Linked DNA regions of Ovis aries: all the other regions are linked to region 3. Evidence: chromatin contacts called from public Hi-C data. All regions are on one chromosome and are shown on one strand. Each heading gives the region's core, a stretch centred on a gene start, on an enhancer-like site or on the middle of the called end of the contact. The rest is flanking DNA. Distances are from core to core; before and after follow the strand shown.

What was found. A called contact is a pair of places that touch in the nucleus more often than the background predicts.
Region 1: a contact with region 3 is called in a Hi-C map of liver, with 3 times the contacts expected there. The contact joins the enhancer-like site here to the promoter of VEGFA in region 3. A contact is called at or near these places in 2 of 16 Hi-C or Micro-C datasets (liver and tail adipose tissue).
Region 2: a contact with region 3 is called in a Hi-C map of hypothalamus, with 4 times the contacts expected there. The contact joins the enhancer-like site here to the promoter of VEGFA in region 3. A contact is called at or near these places in 8 of 16 Hi-C or Micro-C datasets (blood, hypothalamus, liver and 4 more).

The regions. Positions count from the first base shown.
Region 1 is chr20:17,364,175-17,367,426 of ARS-UI_Ramb_v3.0, forward strand. All of the region lies in intron 2 of LOC114109532 (a long non-coding RNA gene), which reads left to right. Among named protein-coding and RNA genes, the nearest start is that of VEGFA, 85 kb to the left of the region's middle. Within about 2 kb of position 1,362, at least 3 of the 54 cell types and tissues checked have an H3K27ac peak or open chromatin away from gene starts, as enhancers often do. A contact at or near this core is called in liver, where this site is marked.
Region 2 is chr20:17,167,679-17,170,829 of ARS-UI_Ramb_v3.0, forward strand. All of the region lies in intron 4 of RSPH9 (radial spoke head component 9), which reads left to right. Among named protein-coding and RNA genes, the nearest start is that of RSPH9, 10 kb to the left of the region's middle. Within about 2 kb of position 1,278, at least 18 of the 54 cell types and tissues checked have an H3K27ac peak or open chromatin away from gene starts, as enhancers often do. A contact at or near this core is called in hypothalamus, where this site is marked.
Region 3 is chr20:17,278,953-17,281,925 of ARS-UI_Ramb_v3.0, forward strand. It overlaps VEGFA (vascular endothelial growth factor A), which reads left to right and starts at 1,446. Exons shown (of 6, transcript NM_001025110.1): 1 at 1,446-1,511. The coding sequence starts at 1,446. LOC121817412 (a long non-coding RNA gene) reads left to right here. Exons shown (of 2, transcript XR_006057304.2): 2 at 66-600.

The sequences.
Region 1 (3,252 bases), core at 112-2,611, 85 kb after region 3:
TAAAGGCCCTGGGCGATTCTGCTGTGATGAGATTTTTTTAATTGATTTATTTTATTTTTGGTTGCACTGGGTCTTCATTGCTGTGCGAAGCTTTTCTCTAGTTGTGGCAGGTGGGGGCTACTGTCTAGTTGTGGTCTGAGGGCTTCTCACTGCAGTGGCCCCTCTTGTTGCGGAACACGGGCTCTTGGGCATGTGGGCTCGGTAGGGGTGACCCATGGGCTCAGTTGCCCTGTGGCATGTGGGATTCTCCCAGACCAGGGATTGAACCTGTGTCCCCTGAATTGGCAGGCGGTTTCTTAACCACTGGACCACCAGGGAAGTTTTTTTTTTTTGTTTTTTTTTTTTTATTGCTGCTGCGGTAGTCTTATTTTTACTTATTTTTTCAGAGCTTTAATAAAACTTTTAATAGAGGGTCAGAATACTAACAACCATCTTCCAGCATAAGAAGGAAAAGGCAGCAACATGAATTCTTTCAGTTAGAATGGCATAATGTAGTAGTTTTAAGACCATACTTTTGAGACCTGTCCTCAAAAGGCTCATGGGGTTAAAAAAAAAAAAAAGGGATTGTGGAAAATACCATAACGCCTTCTGGTGAGTTCACTGCACAGAGTGGGTGCCAAGGATTTCTGGGATAAAAGGGTGTGTGACCATTTTCAGAGAAAACCTTGCAAGAAAGTTAGGGAGTTTCTCTCATTTCTGACCACCAGTAAGCTAAAAATGTATGTTCTTATTGCAAGAATTGTATAAAAACTTAGCTGTGTAACCTTCCCAAAGCATTTTCATGTGCTTGGCAAGGTAGGAGAATTCCGGCAAACACACTGGAGGTTAGCTTTGAGCAAAGAAGTGTAAAGCAAAGTATAATTACTGTATTAAATGAAGCAAAGTAAAAGAATGCACATAAAAATGCCGTCTTGGTACAGTGCTGGGGAAGGAACAATGCATGACAGCCATTATTATTAATAACTTACCAATTTCTATAAACAATCATTCTGAAAAGCACGACTCAGGCAGCGCAGGTCAACTTTGTTTAAACTGTGGCCCTGTGCTCTGCCCCACTCTCCCCTGCCTTGTTCCACCCGCCAGGAACCTAGTCTGCAGTTGGCATACCAAAACAACAAGGGGTGTGTGTGTTTATTTTCCCAATATTAAGTCACAATATTGATTATGCTTTAGCATACGGCGCATTTCTCTCTCCCCCAGCTGCTCCCTGGTCAAGAATCTGGCGTGAAGTGTTCAGTCATTTTGAGGACCTTGCTGAAGGCAGGAAGCCCGGATGGTTTGCCTCCCCGCTCCCCATTCCCCGGCTCACTGCCATTGGCTTGCTTCTAGAAGCTTATATAACCTTTCTTTATTTAAGGCTTCTATTCTTCAATCTGAGGGTGAATGGACTTCCGGGCCTGCCTGTGGGGCAGGAGCTGGAGGTGTTATGCTTCTCCAGCAGGGCGAGAGGGCTAGACTGAGTTCCAGGAGCTTCTGGAGGCCATGCCCTCCCTGGGATGTCCTAGGATAGCAGACCCTCCTGTGGGGAGGGCAGGAGGTGACGTTCCATTCCCCTGCCTGGGCTGCAGGCCGCCTGGTCTCAGCCTTCTTAGATACCGCCAGGAAGCTTTTCCTTTTATCCCAGTTATATTTCACCTTGTTGATTTCAGGCCAGTGTTCGCAGGGAGGCATAGGGTTTCAGGCTGGCTGGGGACTTTTCCAGGCCTCTGGACACCCCCATACCTCTGGAGCGCCCCTTCCCACAGGATCGCTCCATCTCATTCATGCATTCAGCAGGCATTCCTTGCACACCCATTAGGTTTCCGTGGTGGAGGCCTGGTTCACAGGGTAGACAGGTGATAGGCACAGGGGTGAATCATTTCTGTCTAGGGTGGTATAATACTACCTCATGCCAGAGGATTAAGGAGGCATAGGAGGGGTACCTGACTCACTCTTGGGGGGCATGTGGAAGGCAAGGAAGTCTCCATGAAGGAGGTAATGGTTTATCTGAATCTAAAATTATGAGAAGGGAAGGAGGGGATATATGTAAACATACAGGGGATTCACTCTGCTGTTCAGCAGAAACTGATACAACACTGTAAAAGCAACTACACTCTTGTTGCTGTTCAGCCGCTAAGTCGTGTCCAACTCTTTGCAACCCCAGGAACGGCAGCCCACCAGGCTTCTCGATCACCATTTCCCTAAGTTTGCTCAAATTTATGTTCATTGACTCAGTGATGAGAAAGGAGGAGTGGACTGGGGGATATTTAGGCAGAGAGAGTACTCTGAATGTGAGTCTGGAGGCTGGAAGCAGCACGGCCAGAACTGGTTTAGAAGTCACTTTCTAGACGCCAGAGCATGAGGTTTGAAGCAGAGAGGAGATGGGGCTGAGTCTGGAGAGGCCTGCAGGGGTGAGCTCACAGGCGAGTGTGGGGAGCTAGAGCCTTACCCTGTGGATGCTGGGGAGCCATGGATGGTTTCAGCTAGAAGGGAGTGAACTGGTTAGGTCTGCTGACTTGACATGGTCCATTAACAGCAGCACCTAATGTATCCCAGGGGGCCAAGGAGCCTGGAGGGCTACAGTCCATGGGGTCACAAAAGAGTTGGGCTTGACTTAGCAACTAAACAACAATGTATCTTTCCTGTGCTTGTGGGGCCCCTGCTTCTTAACAGAGAGCTCTGGGAAGGCAGGCTGTCATGAGAACTGATGTCATGAGCCACTCAACTGCAAAAGGTGGGGAAAAGAGCAGACCCTCAAGCCAGAAGGACCTGAGGTTGAATACCTCACTGAGCTCTGGCAAGATGTCGAAACTGCCTGAGCCTCAGTAGCTGCGTCTATAGAGTGAAAAGAAGTGAAAGTGTTAGTCACTCAGTTGTGTCTGACTCTTTGCAACCCCTTGGACTGTAGCCCGCCAGGCTCCTGTGTCCTTGGGATTCTCCAGGCAGAAATACTGGAGTGGGGAGCCATTTCCTCCTCCAGGGGATCGGACCTGAGCCTCCCGCATTGCAGGCAGATTCTTTACCCTCTGAGCCACCAGGGAAGCCGTCTAATGCTATAGAACAGGAGCCATCTAATATTGATGGCCGTGTGGTAGACAGAGTTGGGGAGAGCCTACACAGGAAACAGTCTGGAAGTGCAGCCCAGGGGAAGGGTGGTTGAAGCTCATTCCACAATCAACTTGTCAGGGGGGAGCCTGGTCTCCCAGCCTGGGGTCCTGGCCTCCGTCCCCATAGCTGTCTGATCAGCAGTCTGCAACGTGCCTCCCTGAGTGC
Region 2 (3,151 bases), core at 28-2,527, 110 kb before region 3:
AGTGAGGACTTCTCAGCTGCGGCAGAAAGGAGCCCAGGGCCAGTGGATGAGGCTCTCCCTTCAGAGCGCTGGGTGACACAAGCGGGCCTCCTCCCCACCCCCCTGGAACCTAGACTTCTTGCACTAACAGTGGGTCTCAGGGCTGAGAGATCAACTGATGATTTGATGCCCCAACAGCGCCTTGTCCTTAGTGCTGGAGCCTTAGGAGTGAAGCACTCCCAGAGTCTCCTGTGTCGGAGGGCTGGAGGGGAGATATGCTCCTGGCCTGACTTTGGGAAACTCCACAGTTCTGGGCCTCCAGCTCCCCTTCTCCCAGAGCCACCACCAGAAAGCCTGCAGGAAGTCTGGCCGAGTTTTACTCAGGATGGTTTGGTGGGGCCTGCAGTATGGCGGAGGAAATGTGGCTGGCTGGGGGAGAGCAGCCCCTCTGACCCTGCTCCCAGACTCCCTGCAGTATCTGCCCCTGGAAGAGCAGAAGGAGCTGCTGGGAGGCTGCCCCCACCAAGCAGACAGTAGCCAGAATGGCTGGGTCACTAAGCGAAGCAAAGTCCCAACAGAGAGTTCCCTGGGGCACCAGGACTGGCGGGAAGTATGGGATCTGCCCAGGTAGGATCAGCTTCCTTTCTGGGTCTGAGGCAACTGTTGAGGGGAACCCTGTGTCACCTGTGAGCAGGAATGGGTCAGGCAGTCCATGGGACTCCTGCTCTCTGTGGCCACGTGGATTGGCCAGGTGCTCAGCAGCTGGTCCCTGGACCACCCTCGGCTGGAGAGAGGATGTAAGAATGTTGCCTGGAGCCACCTGTGGCCTTCCGAGCTGTCCCACTGTGCCGTGGGGTCTGTGGAGTTCTGTGGGAGTAGGGTTTGGCATCAGAAGCATCCTTCTGGCAGACACAGGGCAACAGCCAGGAGTTCACTGAGCTTGGGCTGCTGCTAGGTGAGACACGGAGCCCTGTCAGGATGCCGGATTTCTGGGCAGTACTCTGCTGTTCAACGCTCCTTAACCTTCTATGCTGTCAGCAAATAGTCACTGAGCAGCTAGTATGTCCCAGGGACCAGAGATGCTGCTGAGAACAAGGCACCATCCGTGCCTCACAGACGTTTGGGAAGATCAAATGAAACAGGATGGGAAGTGGCAATGTAAACAGCAGGTGCCGCATAGGTGTCCTAGGAAGCAGAGCACGCAGGTGGAGGGCAGAGCGCCTCTCTCTGGGCTGGAGCAGAGATCTCAGGGACTGCCGGCTACGAAGCAGCCAGGGTTCCAGCACAGTGCCCAGAGCAGGCAGCAGAGGGCAGCAAGGGGCCTGCCTGCCTGGAAAGCAGCTTTTAGTAAGTGATGGCTGGGAAGAGGTGGGGGACAGGGGAGACAGCACTGGAGAGGGTGGGCAACGCAGGGTCCGGGATCAGCCCTCTCTCAAGGGGGTATGCAGGTGGCACCTCCCTTCCAGTCTAGTGGAGGTTCAGGTGACAGGTGCTCGGCCTTCTGCACCAAGGGGCTTGGCTTTGCCTATCAATAAGACTGGGAACTCTTCGGCGTGTCCCCGCCCCCACCCCCTCCCATGTGCTGTGGCCCTGGTGTCGGGGAGTGGTTGCTCTGAAAAGGGGCCTGTGGCCATTTTTGTGTGTGTGAGACAAGTTGTGCGGTGCTGGTCTGAGTGGATTTAAGCCATTTGCTGCCCCTGGACAGCCCTGAACTCCAGCCTGGTCCACTCTCCTCCTCCAACTTAATCTCAGAACTTGGCTGCCTTTCTTCCTGGAGGGCAGGGGAATGTAACTATGATGAGCATCTCCCAGCCTGAGCTTCCCACACTGGCAAGGTGAGTGAGACCCCCAAGGCCCAGGAGGACTTCTGCTCATGCAGGAGGCCCCATTCCTCATTTACCAGCTTGTATCCCACCACATCCTCAGAAAAGAGAGCTTGTGGAGAAGAGTGGCTGCCAGGGGGCTGGAGGGTGAGGTCTGGGGAGACTTGGGAGCAGCATGGGCTGCAGGAGGCTGCTTCCCCTAGAGTCCCAGTGGTGGCTGGCTGGGCCCAGCCTTGCCAGCAGCTGCAGCAATAAAAGTGGGTGAAGGTGAAAGCAAGAGCCTGGCTTCCCAGGTAGATGCTACGTGACTCCTGGCACGTTGAGAGTATGTGTTTCCTGGGCGACAAGCTGAGCCAGGGACAAGGAAAGGACAGAAGTGTGACAGGAATGCAAGGGGAGGGAGGAAGTAGTGTCATTGGCTGGCCAGCCCTGTACATACCACTTCTGTACTCTGCCAGCACCCTGGGCCTGCATGGCACAGATCCCTAACCCTGGTGGGGGAACCCTGTTTCTCCTTGCTCTTGCTTGGCCAGTGTAGAGGGAGCCCCTGATGAGCCTGGCCCCTCCCCCACCCACTAGAAGCAAGAGGTGGCCAAGCCCTAGGTGGGCAGGTTGGTACTGGGGAAGCCAGGACCGCCCTTGCTCAGGGTATGCCACAGCACTGGAGACAGAGAACTGCTGAGTGTGTCTGGCTGGGGGACTCCAGTTCTTTCTCCAGGGCAGCATTTGGCCCAGGGTCGGGGCCAGTGGGGCTGTAAGCTGCCTTCTCCGGTGGTCAGAGCCTGACCTTTTTCAGTTCCAGGGGGCTGTAGCTGTGGACTCCTGGAGCAGAGGGACTCCCCAGATGCTGCTGCGGGGACTGGCATGGGGAGCTGACCGGGGTTACCTTCCGGGGGTGTGTTCTGGCCTGAAGCTGCATACGGTGTACTGGTGTACTGGTGCACAGGGAACACTCTGGTCTGTCACACCCCGTCTCCTGTTACCCCTAGGCCATCTGTTTTCTGGAATGAATGACTAGCAGAGCAACAGGCTATGGCTCCAGAACCTACAGGCAGGTTTATGAGGTAGAAGATCTCAGGGATCCAGAGAGGCAAGCTGCAGGAGCTGGGGGAGACACTCCCCACTTCTCTGACCACCCCCACCCCCCAGGCAGTGCCCCAGTCAGAGCCCTGGGAACCCAGGGACACTCTTCTTTCTCAATGCTATCTGGATGGCACTGAGGGGGCCTGGGGGAGTAGGGTCAAGCCTATACTGTGGTTTCTGCTTCATCCCCTCAACCTTGGCTGGTGGTATTTGGTGCAGGCCACCGCACAGTGCTGAGGTGGCTCCTGCGTGGGCACCCCCCAAGC
Region 3 (2,973 bases), core at 196-2,695:
GTGTCTCTCTTTCCACCCGTCCCTGTCCGACTCCCTCAAACCCCTGCCCCCTCCAATATTCCCAGCATAGAGAAGGGAATAGCTCTGGAGCCCTGACCGCACATAACCTCACTTTCCTGTACCCGCCCCGCAAATACCGCGCGGGCGTGTGTGTCTCCCGGCAGAGGGGGCCGATAGGTAATGTTCAGGCTGTGCGCCTTGGTGGGGATCGAGCACTCCCTTTGCTGGGGTGGGTGGGGGCCCGGGCTTCGGTCGGTGTCCCCAGGGAAGGTAGTAGCCAGAGGCACAGAGGGGACGGACCCAGGAGCTGAGGCTGGGTCTGGCCCCGCCCCGACACGCCCAGGGGGCGGGGCCTGCCTTCTTTTTAGTCTGCTCGTAGCGGTGAGGAGCGCAGAGGCTTGGGGCAGCCGGGCTGCGACGAGGCTGCGGCGTTGGGGGGCGAGTGGAGCCGGCGGCAGCGGCGCTCGGTCGGGAGACGCATCGAAGAGGCGGACGGACCGGCGGGGTCACCGGCCAGGGGTCTCCGCACTGGAATTTGATATTCATTTATCCAGGGTTTACCCTCCTCCTTTTTTTCTGAAACATTTTTTTTTAACCGTATTCTTTTCCGTTTTAATTTATTTTTGCTTCCCATTCCCCACTAAATCGGGCCGACCGTTTGGGGAGATTGCTCTTTTACTCCCCCCCAAAATCACTTCGGATTCTGGAAACGGGCAGAGAAGAAAGAGGGTAGCAAGAGCTCCAAAGAGAAGTGAAGGAAGAGAGAGAGACCGGGTCAGAGAGCGCGCGCTGACGAGCGAGACACGAGAGGGACAGGGGCAAAGTGAGTGACCTGTTTTTTGGGGGTGACCGCCAGAGCGCAGCGTGAGCCCTCCCCCTCGGGATCCCGCGTCGGACCAGCAGCGCTGACGGACAGACAGACAGACACCGCCCCCTGCCCCAGCGCCCACCTCCTCCCCGGCCGGCGGCCGACGGTGGACGCGGCGGCGAGCCGCGGGCAGGAGCCGGAGCCCGCGCCCGGAGGCGGGGTGGAGGGGGTCGGGGCTCGCGACGTTGCCCTGAAACTTTTCGTCCAACTTCTGGGCTGTTCTCGTTCCGGAGGAGCCGTGGTCCGTGCCGGGGCAGCCGAGCCGAGCGGCACCGGGAGAAGTGCTCGCTCGGGCCGGGAGGAGCCGCAGTCGGAGGAGGGGGAGGAGGAAGAAGAGAAGGAAGAGGAGAAGGGGCCGCGGTGGCGACTCGGCTCTCGGAAGCCGGGCTCATGGACGGGTGAGGCGGCTGTGTGCACAGACAGTGCTCCAGCCGCGCGCGCGCCCCAGGCCCTGGCCCGGGCCTCGGCTCCGGGAGGAAGAGGAGCCCGCCTGGGCGCCGAGGAGAGCGGGCCGCCCCGCAGCCCGAGCCGGAGAGGGAGCGCGAGCCGCGCCGGCCCCGGCCGGGCCTCCGAAACCATGAACTTTTTGCTCTCTTGGGTGCATTGGAGCCTTGCCTTGCTGCTCTACCTTCACCATGCCAAGGTAAGGGCTGGGGACGTGCGTGAGAGCGCGCGCGTGGGGGACTCCGTGCCCCACGCGGGTCCTTGGGCACCGGGCTCGCGGCTTCCCCTCTATCTTCGTAGGTGTAGGGGGAGGGGGCGCGCGCTAGGTGGGAGGGCACCGGGATAGAGTCTCACCGCCCACGCGGGCCCTGCCCACCCACCGGAGTCACCGCACGTACGATCTGGGCCGACCAGCGGAGGGCGGGAGCCGGAGGAGGCGGCTGAGGGGGCTGGGCTTGCGCTGCCGCCGGCGGCTGAAGTTTGCTCCCGGCCGCTGGTTCCCGACGAACTGGAAGTCTGGGCAGCTGGGGCGGGAGCTGGAGCCCTGGCGGGCAGGGGTGGGGGTGCTCGGACCTTGGACCCGGGGAGGGCAGAGAGCGTGGAGGGGGCAGGGGGCAGGCGAGAGATGCGGCTTGCTGTCACTGCCGCTTGATCTCTGCGGCCCTCGCCGCGAGTTGGGGAAAAGTTTTGGGGTGGATTGCTGCTTGGGACCCCCTCTCCGCCGGGCCACCTGCGCCGCACCAACCCCCCCGTCCCAGCTCGCGTCCCGCTCGGTGCCCGCCCTCCCCCGCCCGGCCGGGCGCGCGCGGCGCGGAGCCGATTACATCAGCCCGGGCCTGGCCGGCCGCGTGTTCCCGGAGCCGCCGCGGCCCGAGCGGGGAACCCGGGGCGGCGAGCCGCGCCCCTCCCCCCGCCGGCCCTCCGCGGGAAGGTGACCTCTCGAGGTAGCCCCACGCCGAGGACCCGGAGAACCACCCCTGTGCCTTCCCGCTGTCCCCAGCCCTTAAACCCCTCCTAGGAGGCATTTCCTCACGCCCCTTCCCAGTTTCCTCCCCTGCTCGAATAGAAGCCCCCGCCACCCCTTTATTTTTAACTCCCTTTTGCTGAGAAGACCCACATAACCTCTCTTCAGCCCCAGACTCCGAGGAAAGAAAGATCACTGTCAGGAGTCGGGCTACCCGGCCCAGCCCGGGGCTTTGTCGAGACTCTACCGAAAGTCCCGACTCGGTGACAGTCTGCTTCCCTCCCCTCCCCCATACTTCCGAGTGAGCTGTGCTTTAGCTTTTTGGGGGGCGACCGCAGGGAGGGTTTAAAGGGTGTCCTTATTCCACTTTGCACTTTTTGGGAAAATGATTTGAAATTTGCTGTGACATGGGCAGTGTGGGACTAGCCCTCCCCGAACCTTTGGAGGGAGCTCCTGCCAGCCTTGCAAACACACTTTGTTCTGGTGAAATGGGCGTTGGAGTAGGAGCAGGTGGTTTTTGGGAACTCTAAACTTGCCCACCCAGCTTGCTTTCCCAAACCACCTGAGGGGTCCTTTTCTGCTCAGAGCGCCCTTGGAGAGGCAGAAGGAAGGAAACGGGCTGGGGTCCCTGCTGCCACCAGGAGTTCCTCAGACCCTGGCACAAAGGCCTTGGCTCCAGGCCTCCAAGGGAGGGGGG